Linked DNA regions of Triticum aestivum: region 2 is linked to region 1. The links are chromatin contacts, called in public Hi-C maps. All regions are on one chromosome and are shown on one strand. The core of a region is the stretch at or near the end of the contact, and the rest is flanking DNA. Distances in the headings are between cores, read along the strand shown. Region 1 holds the start of LOC123045226 (probable aldo-keto reductase 2). Region 2 holds the start of LOC123045230 (prolyl 4-hydroxylase 1).

Region 1 (5,231 bases), core at 804-3,303:
CACTATGTGCAACTGGACTGATGACTTGCATACATGATCTTTAGACCATTTCTCACCACAAACAAAACAAATACCTTTAGACTTACGAAAATTTTCTCAGTGCAGACCATTTATCTTCAGTCTGAACTGGTTTTTGAACTTCCAAGCTATGTTTGTCGTCAGAGCTGCGATGTTTATAAGGTGGCAGTGGAAATGGCATAGGCCCCGATCTAGCAGGAGAGACATGATTAATAGGAGTAATGCCCTCACCCAACTCCTCATGTAACAAAGCTAGATCAAACGCTGAATCCAGATCTCGTGGTTTCTGCAGAGCTACAGCAACCTGAACACCAGGTTTGAGTCCATCCATGAACCTGGTAGTGTAATGCAGCGAATTGGGGGCCTCTTTATACGCAGACAGTTGGTCATATAAATCAGCGAAACATTCCACATAATCAGCTACAGAAGAAGTCTGAGCTATCCTGAACAACTGACGTAGGAGTGTTTGATGTTGATTACGCCTGAAGCGGTTCTGCAGACTCAACAAAATTCAGACCAACTTGCCTGCGGTTGACGATGTTGCATCGACTCCAACCAATGAGCAGCAGCACCCTCAAATTGAGCCGTGGCCAGAGAAATCCACCGGTGAGTCGGGGTACACCACATCCGAAACTAATCTTCGCAACACGTTTGCCACAGACGCGGATTGGCTCCATCAAATCTCGGCAATTCCAGGCGAGCACCAAACGCAAACGAATCAGCAGCATCAAAGGAATTCGACTCGCGGCCCAACGGAGGATGGAACGGAAAATTGGACTCGCGTGCACCTCTGACCGGAGGAGGGACATAAGTATTATGCGCCTTCCCCCGGTGAACGTGGTCGAAGCCGAGGGAATCAGTCGGGGTTCCGCCGCGACCATTCCTAGCCACACGCGACGGGGACGGATCTTCAGGTCGCGCAGGACTCCGCTTCACCTGGTCGCCGCGGATCTGCTCCAGCTCCATCAACAGCTCGTCGCGGACCCCGTCCACCCGCGAGGAGAGCAAGCCGTCGAGGGTCGAAGTATTCGTCGAGATCAGCTTCTCCATGGCCTTGAGGAGATCCGCACCTTGTTCTCGGAAGCGCTTGTCGAGGTCGACCGCGAGATCCGCCCGGAGGAGCTCGTAGACGCCGCGCCCATCCTCCGACAACTTCTCCTGTTCTCCATCGCCGCCGCTCGCCGCCGATCTCGCCACCGCGTCTCGTGATGGTGTTGAGGAAGCGCCAGGACCGCCGAATCTGATACCAAGTCTAAGGGCCTCGATCGATCTACAGCTAGGAGCTAGGGTTCATGGCGAAATGGGGAATTCGGTAGCATGTGTTTCCTTCCAACCTCCCTCACAGCTACAATTCGATTACAATCGGCCGCAGCCGCCGTCCAAGTCCAAGCCAAGTCAATTCGAACGTTACACAGTGGTATTTAACTATCGAGCCCATTCTGGGCCATCATTCCACCTGGGCTTCTTCTTGGTTCGAGTGGGCCGCGCCGCGGGCCCGCTCGAAGCCTGGTTCCTTGCCATTTCTTCCTCGCTTGCCGGATCATGAACAGTATCTGAACCTGTTGCCGCCTGGTGACGATCTTCAGTATCCTGTGCTCGTGCATCGCTGACATAGGCGTTCTACATGCCCTCTCCAGTGCTAGTATCCGAGACAGCAGTCTGATACGTAGATCATGACCACTAGCCTCTTTTGGTCTATATTGACAAATTGACTATTGCTTGTACAAGTTTGTGAGTTTTAACAAGTTTGCTTTGCTGAGACGGGGCTAAAGACTTCAACACCCTACAGACTAAACACTTTTATATTACAGGACAGAGGGAGTATTTTTTACTTCCGTAAAAGTGTGTTTTTAATGATAGATGATGTTTAATATCACCTTTGTCTCAAGTTACTTATTTTAAATTTGTCCCACTCGTGTCTACACAAATCTGAAGAAAAAAAAGGAACGTGCTAGTTTGCACGGTAAACGGATGAGACAGTCAACTGGAGGTGAAAACTGCCTTCTTTGCTTGTCCCGACACTGATGCCGCCATTCCACCAACCTCAGAAGTCAGAACATCTCAGACACTCGCACAAAACAATAGAAAACTTAGAGAACGCCTAGCTGCTCCCATTTACGTCAGAGCCAGACCAAAACTATCCGGCAACACCCAAGACCAGCGGGGAGCACTACCTTACGATCATGGCGGCCGCTCCTGTCACGGTGGTGCCGCGCGTGAAGCTGGGCTCTCAGGGGATGGAGGTCTCGGCGCAGGGCCTCGGCTGCATGGGTATGTCCGCCTTCTACGGCCCGCCCAAGCCCGAGCCCGACATGGTCGCGCTCATCCACCACGCCGTCGCCGCCGGCGTCACCCTTCTCGACTCCTCCGACATCTACGGGCCGCACACCAACGAGATCCTCCTCAGCAAGGTCGGTTATATGCTGCAATCATGCTCAGATCTTTGATTTATGAACGCGCTCTAAAGGCGCTCGATGTAATGCTCTGCTCGTGACAGGCGCTGCTAGGGGGCGTGAGGGAGAGGGTAGAGCTGGCCACCAAGTTCGGCATCTCGTTCGCGGACGGCAAGCGGGAGGTTCGCGGGGATCCGGCCTACGTGCGGGCGGCGTGCGAGGGCAGCCTCAAGCGGCTCGGCGTCAGCTGCATTGACCTTTACTACCAGCACCGCGTCGACACCAGGGTGCCTATCGAGGTCACGGTGAGTCTCATGTCCCCGACTATTTTTTTTGGTTTTTTTTTTGGAGTGATTTTTATATTTGTTGTGGTTATAGTTATGGATACGTACATACAAGTGGATAGTGGGAACTGCTGGTGAGAGAACTCAAATTTCTTAGAACAGAGAGTGGGTTGGTGGAGCCGTGGAGGCTGGTTCACCGTGTGGAGAATGATTTGGTGCATCGATAATTGATTGATCGTGCACTAGGCATATATATATATATAGGTATAATGGGTGCGACCGGTGTCCTGTCTCCTAAGACACACGTACAGAGGGAGACAAACACTACAGGTACTGCATATGAAACCCAGACCTACGTACATGTACACATGTTCAACATCCCCCGCGGTCGAAGCGTCGCCGGTGACGCAGAGACTGGACCGAAAGCCCTCGAATGTCGAGGTGGGTAGTCCCTTCGTCATAACATCGGCGAACTGCTGATCGGTGGGCACATGTAGAACGCGAACACGACCAAGTGCGACGTGCTCCCTGACGAAGTGGATGTCGAGCTCAATATGCTTCGTCCGTCGGTGATGGACAGGGTTGGCAGCAAGGTACACCGCGGAGACGTTGTCACAGTAGACAAGCGTGGCCTTGGTAACCTCACATAGCAACTCCTGAAATAGCTGTCGTAGCCAAGAGCACTCAGCGACGGCGTTGGCCACAACCTGGTACTCAGCCTCGACGCTCGATCGTGAGACCGTGGGTTGTCGTTTAGACGACCACGAAATCAGAGAGGGCCCGAGGTAGACACAGTAGCCAGAAGTGGAGCGTCGAGTGTCGGGACACCCAACCCAGTCGGCGTCGGAGTAGGCGACAAGGCTGGTGTCAGGTGATGTCGTCAGGGTGAGACCCATAGCTGTGGTGCCATGTATGTACCAAAGAATACGTTTCACCAGAGCCCAATGGGTGTCACGAGGAGCATGCATATGAAGGCACATCTGCTGGACAGCGTACTGAATGTCCGGACGCGTCAGCGTGAGGTACTGAAGCGCATCGACGATGGAGCGGTAGAAGGGAGCGTCGGACGCCGGAGAACCCTCGATGGCGGACACCTTAGCCTTCGTGTCGACAGGCGTGGGAGCAGGCTTGCAGTTAAGCATGCCCGCTCGCTCCACAAGCTCGTAGGCGTACTTCTGCTGGTGCAGGAAGGAGCCAGTGGCCCGGCGCACGACCTCGATGCCGAGGAAGTAGTGGAGAGCCCCCAAGTCCTTGAGGGCGAACTCGGTGCCGAGGCAAGCTGTGATCTGTTGAAGAAGTGCTGGCGAGGATGCAGTCAGGATGATGTCGTCGACATACAGGAGGAGGTACGCAGTGGCGAGGCCCTGATGATAAACAAACAGGGAGGCATCGGACCGTGTGGACCAGAACCCCTGCTGCTGAAGGAAGGCCGCGATCCGCTGGTACCAGGCCTGAGGTGCCTGCTTCAACCCGTAGAGAGAACGGGAGAGCAAGCACACATGGTCCGGATAGTCGGTGTCGACGAAACCAGTAGGCTGCTGACAGAACACCTGCTTGTCGAAATGGCCATGCAAGAAAGCATTAGACACATCGAGCTGGTGGACTGGCCAGGCGCGAGAAACAGCAAGCTGGAGGACAGAGCGAATCGTGCCCGGTTTGACAACCGAGGCGAAGGTGTCGGTGAAGTCCACGCCGGCGCGCTGGCGGAAGCTGCGCACCACCCAACGCGCCTTGTAGCGCTCGAGAGAGCCGTCGGGGCGAGTCTTGTGGCGGAATACCCACTTGCCAGTGATGACATTGGCACGGGGAGGCCGCGGGATAAGCTGCCACGTACGGTTGCGCTGCAGGGCGTCAAACTCCTCACACATCGCAGCTAGCCAGTTCGGATCCCGAAGGGCTGCGCGAGCGGAGGTGGTGAGCGGAGACGACGCTGAGGTGGATGCGGCACACGCGTACTCGTCGGACGGGTAGCGCCTGCTAGGACGAAGTGTCCCAGTCCGAGCCCGAGTGACCGCACCGGTGAGGGATGCGGCCACGGCGACAGGGTCCGCAACGGCGGGGGCCGCGCCGACGGGGTCCGCAGCGACGGGGGCCGCTTGGGGGGCCGCAGCGACAGGGCCGCCGGCGTAGGGAGCGCGCCGCGCCGCGGGAGACGCCGAAGGTGACGGTACTTGCTGAAACGGGAACACCAGCTCATCAAAGTACACATGCCGCAAAGTGAAAACGCGGTGGGACACTGGATCATAGCACTGGTAACCTTTGGTGTTGTGAGGATAACCAAGGAAGATGCAAGGAAGTGACCGGGGAGTGGGTTTGTGAGGAGCAGTGGACGCGGTGCTAGGATAACAGAGACACCCGAAGATGCGAAGACCATCATAAGATGGAACCGCACCGAAGAGGAGCTGGTGAGGAGTGTAGTTCCAGCGGGAACGACATGGGCGAATGTTAATAAGGAGGCTAGCGGTCGCGAGCGCGTCCGGCCAGAACCGAGGAGGCACATAGGAGTTGAAGAGCAATGTGCGGACACAGTCATTAA
Region 2 (5,269 bases), core at 588-3,087, 340 kb after region 1:
CTCTTTTGCACAAGCCTTGTATAAATCCTTTTGTATCTTATGTGATGTCAGCTTATGGTTATCTCCCGCATCCCCAAATAATTTTGCCACCTTTGGGTCTTTCTTTATGAACAAGTCCAACAATTCTTTAAAGTTACCCTTATTCATTGAGCTAGTAGGCTCATCATGACCACGAAAAGCAAGAGCTTGTAGTATCAAAAAATTGACAATACCCAATATAATCAAGAGACGGGCTTTGTATTCTTCTTCTTGCTTCTGAGAACCCCTATCAAAGACATGTGGCAGATCTTGTCTTTGATTTTTGAAATCCTCATAATGTTGCCTAGATTTGTTATGAGCACTATCATGCTTGCCAACATGTTGATTAAAAACTTTAGGTCCATCCTTCCAAGATTTGAATCCATTTCTCGTGAATGCTTCAATACCATAGTTTTCAGCTCTTGGTTGCTTAAACAGAAAACAATAAAAGCAAAAGGCTGATTTTTTTCAATGCTATATTCCAACCAGCCGCGATGATCATTGAACCAATAGTCATGAAAGCTCCTACCATTTATCTTTTCATATGTATGATTAGTTGGTTGGCAAGGACCCATACTAATGTACTCCCTTCTAGCAAGATCTCTAATGTCTGGATCTAACTCCTCAATTGGTATTCTCTTACCGGGGTCAGATTCAACATCACCTGGTTTGAGTTCAGCTCTAACATTAGGGGCAGCCATGGATCCAACATCAGTTGTTTGAGCTGAAGGACCGGTTTCTGCGGCTTCGGTGGTTCAAACTTGAAAAAATAATTCAATGTCTTGTTTCTTTTGCTCATCTTGAGCTCCTGTAAAATTTTAGAGAAACAAAAATTTCTCAATGTCAAAATTGGTTTCTACATGACACATCTAACAAACAGAGAAACAGTGGCATCTAGCAACTAAAATCATCATCATCATCCAATCGAGTACTGACAAGACAATGGCATCTATAAACAAAAACAGGGCATCAAGCCATCAAAACAGGGCATCAACCTCGCTGGACGCCGGGCCGGGCAGCCTGCAGGCTGAATCCTCGCGCGGTCGCGTCCTATCCGGGTTCGCTGCCTCGCGCCCTCGCCGCCTCGCCGGACGCCGGACACGGCGACCAAGGCAGCAACCCGCACTCTCGCAGGCCCGCAGCGTCGCAGCGGCAGCGACACAATCGGGTGGGGGAGGGGGGCGGGCGCTGAAACGGGGGGCGCTGGAAGGGGGGGATCCGGGCGGACGGAGGCAAGAAGCTGACTGGCGACACCGCGACGGCGAGCGGCGACGGGCGACGGCTTAGGGTTGCGGCCTTGCGGGAGAGCGTCTCGCTGTCGAGTTCGTGCGGCTGTGCGGGTGAGTTGGCCTGGGGCGGCCTGCCGGCTGGGCCTGTTCGCCTGGGCTGCCTGGGCTTGGACCTGGGCTGCGCCCCAGGCCAAAGTTTTTTTCTTCTAAATATAGGCCTACGATTTTTTCCACGCCCCAGAGCAATGGCCTGGGCTGCCTGGGCCCAAATCCGTCCATGACTCCACATATACGTGTGCTATGCACCAATTAATACATGGTGAAGCATTGCTCCAACAGCCACGGCCCCTCCACCAAAACGCCGTCGCCGAGCTGATGCAACCCTTGGTCGGCCGCAGGTGCATCACAGCGTCTCCGTCGTCCATCGGGGCGTCGACTTGCGCGCTGTTCCGGCAGAAGAGAAGATCTCCACCGCCGCCCTCGCCATGTCGTGCTGTGCCGGCTGTTAAAAGAAACAGCACAGTAGCAGAGACGGCAACGTGTCCGACGTAGAGCACGTGGAGTCACAGGGTTGGCCGGCTTTTGACTTTTTGACAGAACATCTGCCCGAGCCGAGCAGTGGATGGTTGACCAATTCCGACGCGGTCGTCGCGCCGGCCCACTAGCTGCCTCAAAACCCACCCAATCCGCCGGAATTCCTCAGTCGGCAAAAAAAAAGACCCAGCACCATCGGCGCAGGCGGCCGGGCGATTTAGATTTGCTTTCCCCCCTTCGCCTCCTGCGACAGATCGGGGATGGCCGCGCGGTCTCGGGCGCGCCGCCTCCTGCCGCTGCTCACCTTCGTCGCCCTCGGCATGGTCCTGGGTGCGCGCTCTCCCCTCCCCGCTTGCCCCCTTGCTCAGCTTCCCCTCTCGCCTCGCCGTGCCTTGATCTGGGTCGGGCCATATGCTACTGCCGTGTTCCCTTTCTCGTGCCGACCTGGAATCTCGACGCTTGGAGATTTCGCGCTGATGGTTTGGCTGATGACGTGAAATGTCCCGATGAGGCGTTTCGGTTGTTGAATGGGGCGTGCTGACTGCATGCTGCTAGGCTGCTGGCCGACGCTAAAGTTTACGCCTTGTGGCTCTAATGGTGATAACCGTCGGGAGATTGCCAGAAAATGGATAGCGTCGGTGGCTGCATTGGGGCCGCACCTTCCGGATCGGAGTCGATTTTACTGCTCCAAGATCACTTGGAGGGAACTGAACTTGCTGCGGAAGCATGGAGCATCCTGGCATCTGTGAGGCCGGAGTTACATTCGTGCCTGTTGCTTCCACGTACATGCCCATCACTCTGATGTCAGATATTGCTACCGACGAGTTTGGTTGGTTTTGGCATTAGCAATATTTTAGCTCTCTTTCTTCAGAGATATTGTTAAGAAGACAATAACCACGTGGTATGATGTCCAAATCTTCGGGGTGTCCAATTTGGCTCAGTGTGACCCAGCCACTTTTCTGATAGTATCTCAGATTATTCTCCAGATCCGGGTCTGGAACTACATGTATATAGTCTGATAATGTAATGATTGAATATGCCCTTTGATTTTCTCAGATTAAATAAAGATTGCACTTGTTGCTTCAGTGGTCATATCTTAGTTTCATTTTGTTCTTTTCTCCACAAATGCTGGCTCTTTGATTCACACTTTTATTTATTAGATGTGTTGCTTCAAAAACTGTATATTGGTTTCATCTTTGAATTTTTTTTCCGCAAATGCAGGTTCCCTGCTTCAGCTAGCATTTTTCCGCCGGCTTGATGATCACTCCCGTATGTCTATCCTCTTAGAAGTTGCATTTAACAGTATAAATCTGTTTTTTTTCCTTTTACCTGGTTCCTTTATAAGAACAGCCTGCCATTCTTGTCCATCTTATGTACTCTGCTGTTGATGACTTTGGCCATGTTGCCTTGCATCAACTTAAATATGTTATTGCTGTGTGCATCGGTGGATACAGAGGCTGCGAGGTTTAACCTTCCTTTCCGGAAAAAAAAATATATTTTCTGTAGCATTCTATTTTGTCTTGATCAGTCATTTTTGCATTCTTAAATACCTTTTCCTTAAAAATTTAAATGTGGAACCAGAACCTGTTAAACACTGGTATTCATTAGTTCTGGCATAATGTTGTCTCTGAGTAAATCTCGTTTCATATAGCCCTCGAGTAAAGGCATAGGCTGTACTTCTCGGTGAGTATTTGTGTGTCTAACCAAACATTAGGTGCTGTGCATGGCAGATACGGGGCATTTTGATAATGATCAAGAGGCAGCAGATCTTCGACTTGGATACGTAAGTTCTGCCATTGTTTATGGCTTTGGCTGTATGCCTTCTCTGTAATTTTGTACGTAGACTTTTATTTTGGCTTTTATTCTTGCAAACTACCATAGCTGAGCTCCATTCGTCTATTATTATATTCAATGACATCATCAGTGAACTATCATGTCGCCCCAGAAATATCAAATAAATTTGCGAACTCCACATTGTCAATATGAATATGTTTCTTTTTCTATTTTATCTAAGTGACTAGATTTGATTTTTTTTCTAATAAGTTTTCTGCATCGGGATTTATTGAGAAGTTGCTGTGATGTTTGATTCATCATTTGGGTCTTGAAGCATAAGTAAATTCTTTCTTCTGGTTATTGCAACATGATTTGCTTTGCTTGAAGTGTTTTTCCGTCGCACAAAAATGCCTTAGTATAAAGTTCTAATTTCTCAATACCATTCATGAATCTTTTTGGGATTTATCTAGATTTTGATCAGGTGCAAATGATTGGATAACACTGCTAAGTTGTGAAATCGGATATGCACTTGTTTTACTGTAAACTGAACTCTCTTGGGTATTAATTTTGGAAGAACTTTCTTGTATGGACACTCTTGGTGTATGGTAATTTTATATTTGGATAAATAGCATATAGCTTGGGGTGTAGGAATTGGGACCCTGTAACACCTGGCTCTCGACTAGGGTTAGAATCTTCTGAAATATTGATGTTGTGCTTCCTTGTAAGGTTGTAAACTTCTATCTCCACTTGATATGGTCAATGATGTGTGATGGGTTTTACGTTGTACTGTCCTCTTTGGCAATCATTCAATTCATACTCAAAATGTGAAGTCCAGAGCACATCTTCTCTTTCTCTTGCTAAGCAAATATTTCTGTTTATAATATGTAGGTGAAGCCTGAAGTTATCAGCTGGAAACCCCGAATAATTGTTTTCCACAACTTTCTTAGTTCAGAGGTTTGTTCCTTTCTCTGGTTGTCATGTTAGGTTTAAGCTAAATCGGTCTTCTCCACAATATTTCATTTCATGATTTTTATTTATTTTGGTGGTAGTTTGTTTAAACCCCAAGGCATTATGTGACATGCTTCCGGACCAAGACAATGAAAAATGCACAAAATATTGCTTGACCTTTTTTACTAATCTCTGCAGGAGTGTGATTATCTAAGAGAAATTGCTAGACCAAGGCTCGAGATTTCTACTGTAGTTGATGTCGCAACTGGAAAAGTATGTGGTTTGGCTTTGAAGTTATAATAAATTATCAGTCTTCCCATAACGAGTACTTTTTTCCATTTGATCAGCAGATCAGCAAGGTTTCTGTTTTCTTAATCCGTGTCCAGTTTATACACTTCACCACTCAGACTGAGAGGACAAATAGGAATTAGGGGGAGCATAATAACACCAAGTTCAGACCGTAAAGCTTGTCTTCTCTAGATTTATAATGCTGCAGTTGTTATGTGCCACAGGGTGTAAAGAGTGATGTTCGCACAAGTTCTGGTATGTTTGTGAACTCTGAAGAACGAAAATTTCCAGTCATTAAGGTTCGTTCACACTACTTGACTTCGACCCTAAGTTACTTACCATACTTTTTGGCCCCTTCAATACATTCACTAATGCCTTCAGCTATGTTATTTCTGCAAGAAATAACTTTGTAAGAACGTCTGTTTGTGTGTCATAATATGAGTTCACTTTTTGTCTGTGTTGTATTATCTTGGTTGTCA

Evidence for each region. Hi-C and Micro-C count contacts between places; a contact is called where the count stands out from the background.
Region 2: a contact with region 1 is called in a Hi-C map of leaf, with 4 times the contacts expected there. The contact joins the promoter of LOC123045230 here to the promoter of LOC123045226 in region 1. A contact is called at or near these places in 2 of 5 Hi-C or Micro-C datasets (both in leaf).

Annotation. Positions count from the first base shown.
Region 1 is chr2B:414,772,027-414,777,257 of IWGSC CS RefSeq v2.1, forward strand. It overlaps LOC123045226 (probable aldo-keto reductase 2), which reads left to right and starts at 2,054. Exons shown (of 5, transcript XM_044468189.1): 1 at 2,054-2,429; 2 at 2,516-2,716. The coding sequence starts at 2,202.
Region 2 is chr2B:415,117,108-415,122,376 of IWGSC CS RefSeq v2.1, forward strand. LOC123045230 (prolyl 4-hydroxylase 1) reads left to right here and starts at 1,838. Exons shown (of 11, transcript XM_044468191.1): 1 at 1,838-2,111; 2 at 3,003-3,050; 3 at 3,496-3,564; 4 at 4,443-4,508; 5 at 4,701-4,775; 6 at 5,015-5,089. The coding sequence starts at 3,039.